2 separate regions of the Mus musculus genome follow, and region 2 is linked to region 1. The links are chromatin contacts, called in public HiChIP or PLAC-seq maps. All regions are on one chromosome and are shown on one strand. Each heading gives the region's core, a stretch centred on a gene start, on an enhancer-like site or on the middle of the called end of the contact. The rest is flanking DNA. Distances are from core to core; before and after follow the strand shown. Region 1 overlaps Rubcn (RUN domain and cysteine-rich domain containing, Beclin 1-interacting protein). Region 2 overlaps Heg1 (heart development protein with EGF-like domains 1).

Region 1 (2,845 bases), core at 183-2,682:
ATCATATATTTATCTCTATCATATATATTTTAAATGTCTATATAACTCATAATAGCTAATAGAATGTAAATAGCTACTACAGTGTGTTCTTAAATTTGTGGTAGCTTTTACTGTATTTTTTCTAAATATCTTGGCTTTTTGAGCCTCCCAAGTGCTAGGATTATATGTCACCATGTTCAGCTTTTTAACCAAGACCTGCAGGCACAGATGGCTGACTATCCATTCACTTTGGTGATTTCGTGCAACATCTGTGGGCCACACAGGTGTTTTACTTCCTTATGGGAGGGCCTGTCTCCACTTTGCTCTCTGCTCTAGCCCCGCAGACTACCACAGACATTGGTGTGTAGTGGGTAATGGAATATTTGTTGAAAGTGAATGAACAGGAAGAAGCTGGTGAGACCCCAGACAACTGAGAGAACAGTCAGCATTTGTGCAGGAGTGGGAGGAATGGAATTCGATACAGCCAAAGAAAAGGACAATCAACAAACTTGATGTCAGAAGTGTGAACTGACCCCTTCCTATGCCAGGAAGTCAGCTTTCAGAGCCGAGTCACCAACGGTAAGGTTTGCAGAGATAAATGTTGGTTTTAGACCACGGTGGGAGATGACAGAGAGACATCTAAAGAGCCACGTGTATAGTGTGTGATGGTGTGTGACCTATCATCCCAGCAGAGGCAGGAGGATTCCACGTTTGAGGCCAGTCTGGGATACATGGTGAGACCCTGTGTTTAAAACCCAACAACAATAACCTTAATAGAACAACTAACAAAAGAGTCACGTGGAGGAGAGTCCACAAAAATCACAGGAATTTTCAGATGCAGTCGCTTTTCAGTAAACACACAAAACCATTCCACAGTCGTCAAGGCAGGTAAATAAAAGGCAAGATTTATTTTCCTTAGTTTATTAAAGATGACCATGGACTGTCAGGATGTGCGTAAATTACAGCAGGTGAGAATCCAGTTCTAAACACAGGTTGTACACAAACAGCGTTTTCATTTAGACTCTTGCTCCTTTTCTCTTCGGCAAAAGCTCTCCAGCCCTCAGCAGAGGACGAAGGGCCCCTTAAGTGCAGAGCACTTGGAGCTGTCCCCTCTGTACAGAGTGCTGCTCCCCTCCCTAAGCTCCATCCCCACCTCCCATCAGTGTAGCAGGGGATCCTCAGATACTGTAAGTGACAAAGTGCTTTCACCACACCCCCTGCTCCGGCTCCTCAAATAAACAGACATGGGTATTTGGTGAGTAATGACAGCGGACTCAGGAGCTCTAGAAGGTATGTGACCTAGAGGGATGGGGTGGGGTGGGGAGGTGGAAAGGAACAGGGACGTCAGTGAGGCTGCTTGAGCCTTTGTAGACTGGGAGCATGGGTGGAGTCTCCTCCAGTGTGGTGACTTCACTGAGCAGCTGGACGGAAGTCAGCCAGGAACTGGACCTGGAGTCAGAGTCTGTCTCTGAGGTCTGACTCAGTGATAAGTGAATTGGGAGGGATTTCTAACCAGCTCTGCAGAACTGGCTCTGGCCTCGGCTTTCTGCCTCATCGACTACTGAGAGCAGTCCCAGTCCATGTAGTTGTCAGATCCCAAGTGTGAGGCAGAGGAGCCACACCTTGGAACTAGCCTGGCATGCTCCCTCTTGCTCTGCTGGAGCTCAGCTTGGCTGTTATGTCATGCCCCTTCTGCCTCTCTGGGAGATCCCTCGTTCCCTCTAAGCACAGCTACCTGTCAGCTTCCATCAACAACATGCAACTCCATTTGACGGCTTGCGACACTGCCTGGACCAATGATTTTACTAGCGGTCAAGTACAGGAAGCCACAGGCCAGCTCCAGAACAAGAGGGCTGTGGATTAAGTTCACAGAACTGCCAGGCTCTGAGAGGCAGCCCTGACCAGTGTTTACCGAGGTCGGTGCTGCAGCAACTCAAACACCACCACCATCATGTGCAGCCTAGTCCAGGGCAATTCCCACAAAAAATGCACATTAGGTGATAGGGGAAGAGTCTATTAAAATTAGTACCATGAAATGGATGGTTTGACATAGATTACAAAGCTGAAGAGTTAGTTAACTGCATAAAGGTCCTGTTACTCTGAGCAAACAGACACATTCACAAACTGCCAAGTGCTTTACTTAGTGCTACTAGTTGGCTGGCTTCCCCCAACTCTGAGAAAAGAAACTAAGGCAAGAGATCAGCCAAGAGGAAGGGCTGCAGCTCTCTGGAGGAAGGGGACAGAGAATGGAGTTGGGTCATATCAGTACTGGAACCACAATGACCACATAGTCGTACAGAGCAGTAAGGAACCCACTATTCAGATGGTGGGAGGGGTTTCTATCCTCGCCTTAGGTAGCATCAGGGACTTGCCTGAGCATGAAGCACACCTGCACTCACGATAGTTAACTGAGAGACTGACCACCCCGGAGGAGATGCCTATCTGAAAAAGCCGCCCCTTAAGCACCAGCTGTAGCCGCACTTATAGGCTTGTGGCCTGACCTAAGACTCGGATCTGGTCTTTGATCCAAGCCCACCAGAGTACACAAACCAGCTTGTGCCCACCTATGCCAGGAATATTTGAAACAGGGAAGTCATGGTTGCCCTTTGAGATCCCGAAGATGCTAGAACAAGGATGGTTCTGTTCCTACCTGCCCTGCCCCCCCGTATACCTAAGTGGCCAGACAGAATGCCCGTTGTATACCCCCCTTCTCTCCCGTGACTCAGGGCACAGTCTTAGTCTCTGTTAGGACTAGGCCTAAGAAAAGACCATTCTCCTGCTTCAGCAGCAAAGGAGAAGGTCGCTGGCTGAGAGAGGCCTGGCTCAGACTCTGAGGAACTAAGTCAACAGTGGGTATGATCGTTAG
Region 2 (2,845 bases), core at 125-2,624, 920 kb after region 1:
AAAGATATTTAGGAGGGGGGCGGGGATACAAAGGCCGCACTGCTTTGAGTCAAACTGCCTGCTGATACCTTGGTGGCGATAGAAACTACCTATTTTATCCTGAAAATAGGAAATTGTTTCTTGGCTCAAGGATTTTGTCTGACAACCGGGTTCTTCATTTCAGCTAAACGTGTGTTTTTCAACATTGCCCGGTTATATCCGAACTACAGCCCATGTGTCTAGGTGAGAAACAGAATTTCTTTTGCTTATGATCTGATCTGTGGAATTGGGGGGGGGTGTGTGTGTGTGTGTGTGAAGTGGTACTGTTCCCAAATGAGTGATCAAAATAAAGCCAGTCTCTGTTTTACAGCCAATACACCGGGTAACCCAAGACCACGGTCTCTGGGCCTTTATACTCTCCTATTTTTTCTGTGGAGAATGGCAGTAACATGTACTTTGCAAGCTACCTGGAACCCACATGTCATTTCAAGTCAGTTAAGGCCTTGCTAACTTTGCCCACAGGGAGCCCAGTACAGTTTTCATCTCACTGAAAACCACCTTTGCCCTGGCCTCCAATGTGACACTGTTTGACCTGGCAGACAGGATCCAGAAATATGTCAACTCCTGCAGGTCCTCTGCTGAAGTCTGCCAGCTCTTGGGGTCTCAGAGGCGGGTCTTTCGAGGTAAGATGGGAGTCCTCTAGGGGGGGAAACCTGCTCTTGCAGGTAGGCATAGACTTAGAGATGGGAGGTTTGGGGACTCAGGCCCAGAAAAGCTCCTTCACAGAGCTTGTCTTTAGAAGTTATAAGCACAAGCCTTCATGACACTCAGTGCACACATCTGTCTACACATGGCCTTTTACAGCATCAGCTCCTTGGTATCTGGCTCCTTCTTTTCTTCTATACAGTGCCAGGGTGAGAGGAAGATATTACAGGAGCTGAAGGAACCAAAAGCTGTTACTCCCGCTTCCTGGGGAGACAGAAAGTGACATATAGAGTCTGTCAAGTTGCCAATGATCCAACAATCTTTATATGGTGATGACTAAGAAAAAACAAAGAGCTATGCTCATGCAGTATTACCTATCTTTTGTTTGTTTTCTATCATAAAACCATAGAATGACTAAGAGGGAGCATGGCAGGATGCTCCCAGGAGTGCCGTAATGACAGGACTCTCCCTTCCTTTGTTCTTGTTTGGTCGGAGGCTCTTGCCCTGTGTTGGGGTAAGGCCAATGAGAAAGGTGACTCAGGACAAGTCTGGAAGACAGACTTGCGTCTTTCAGGGATAGTTTTATAGCTGGGAGAAGAACACTTTGCTGGAATGAGAACCGCCCCTAGACACAGTGGGCTAGTCCCTCTTGGTGATCAAAGTGTACTCTGGTTAGCTCATTGGACCAGTGGTTGAGGTCTGGCAAAGGAAGGAGAGCTTAGGCTAAGTCTCCCCCATCTGGCATCCAGATGTTAGACATAAATTGAAGGTATCAGGTTTTGGTGCCATATCCGCTGGTTAGTCTAGGCCATTCCCAGTGGGTCAGGATGTTGTAACTGCTGGTCCAGAGCTTTCCTCGAGTGAACAGTTGCACTGCAGAGCTTGGGAGCTGATGCTTTCACCCTGAGATAGGCTCTGGGGGGCTGGCTACTTAGTAACTGGGGGGAAATGAGCTGAACATAACAGAGTTGGAGTGTTTTTGTTCAAAGTTCATGCCCTGTTCTAGGGTGCTGGATACTTTGAGGCTCTCTGGTTGTATGGTTTTGTTTCTCATGCCCAGGGCTCCAGGGTACTATTTTTCCTCCCAGTGAGGTAGGCACCCTTCAGTTTGCTAACCATTTCTAGACTGCATTTGGCGTGGTCAGCATTGGACCAAGGTACTTTTCTGTTGCCAGCTTGTGCATCTGTGCTTTGCAGATCAAGTTGGCAAGATTGTGTGGATGCGCAAGAGCCTGCCCTAGCAGGAGTGCTCGCTCACCCAGCTGCTTTGCTTGGACTGCCCCCATGTGGCCTATAGAAAGACTCTTGTCCCCATGAGGAGGCCATCCTCACTGTGTTCCCTTCCAGTCCCTTGAGCATAAAGACAGCCATGCCTAGTAGCCAAAATTGGACTCACATCTGTTTTTCCTCCAGATCTTCTCTAGGTTTTGCCAAAGGATCCAGCTCTGGCTCTTGGTAATTTTTCTGGAGCTAGAGAGGAGGCTAGACCAGCAGGTGCTGCACACCTTTGGGTTTCTAGCATCCGGGCAGCACTAGGATGCTCTGGACATTGCCGCTGGCGAGAAGGGCTTTGTCCCCTCAGTTCAGAGAATGTCCATCTCCCTCCTTTCAAAGCCCTTTAGTCCTCATGGTCTCCTGGGATTTAGAGACTTTGGAAATCCCCCCTCATGGCCTCAGCCTTGGCTTACTGAGTACTCATTGTCTATCTTGACGGATGTTATGCCCAGGAAAGACCATGGGAACGGTGAATGCAGAAGACTCACATCACCAAGGATCGATTTAAGTGAGATTCTGCATGGTCCTTTTGGGTGGCTTTATGAGACACGTTCATTGAGAAAGCCACTCCTCATTGGAGGGGCGGGGCCTGCCCTCCCTGTTCAAGCAGAAATCTGGCAGCAGGCAGGAACTGGTTGCTTTTGGCAATGAATATTCGTTAGCAGCCTAGATCAGTGGGCAGGATGGAAGGAGAACTTAACATTGACTTCCAGAAAATACCCAATCAGAGTGGGATTTCCCAGCCTAGGATGGCCTGGATACTCCTTATACTTGGAGGTGTTTTTCTCTGCTAAGTCTCATTGACTGGCAAAGCCTTCAGAGAAGTCAGATGTGAGGTGCCGGAAGCTGAGTTCCTCCCTGGTGCCAGCTTTGCAAAGTTTGCCTG

What was found. HiChIP or PLAC-seq counts read pairs in DNA pulled down with a chosen protein or histone mark.
Region 2: a FOXA1 HiChIP or PLAC-seq map of pancreatic cancer cells shows a contact between it and region 1. The contact joins two enhancer-like sites. A contact is called at or near these places in 2 of 484 Hi-C or Micro-C datasets (the N1E-115 cell line and cortical neurons) and 1 of 115 datasets of contacts at active chromatin or transcription factors (pancreatic cancer cells).

Annotation. Positions count from the first base shown.
Region 1 is chr16:32,820,844-32,823,688 of GRCm38.p6, forward strand. Rubcn (RUN domain and cysteine-rich domain containing, Beclin 1-interacting protein) reads right to left here. Exons shown (of 19, transcript NM_172615.4): 19 at 859-2,845. Among named protein-coding and RNA genes, the nearest start is that of Smbd1, 12 kb to the left of the region's middle. Within about 2 kb of position 1,433, at least 67 of the 459 cell types and tissues checked have an H3K27ac peak or open chromatin away from gene starts, as enhancers often do. A contact at or near this core is called in pancreatic cancer cells, where this site is marked.
Region 2 is chr16:33,738,062-33,740,906 of GRCm38.p6, forward strand. It overlaps Heg1 (heart development protein with EGF-like domains 1), which reads left to right. Exons shown (of 15, transcript NM_175256.5): 8 at 164-222; 9 at 502-662. Among named protein-coding and RNA genes, the nearest start is that of Muc13, 55 kb to the right of the region's middle. Within about 2 kb of position 1,375, at least 81 of the 459 cell types and tissues checked have an H3K27ac peak or open chromatin away from gene starts, as enhancers often do. A contact at or near this core is called in pancreatic cancer cells, where this site is marked.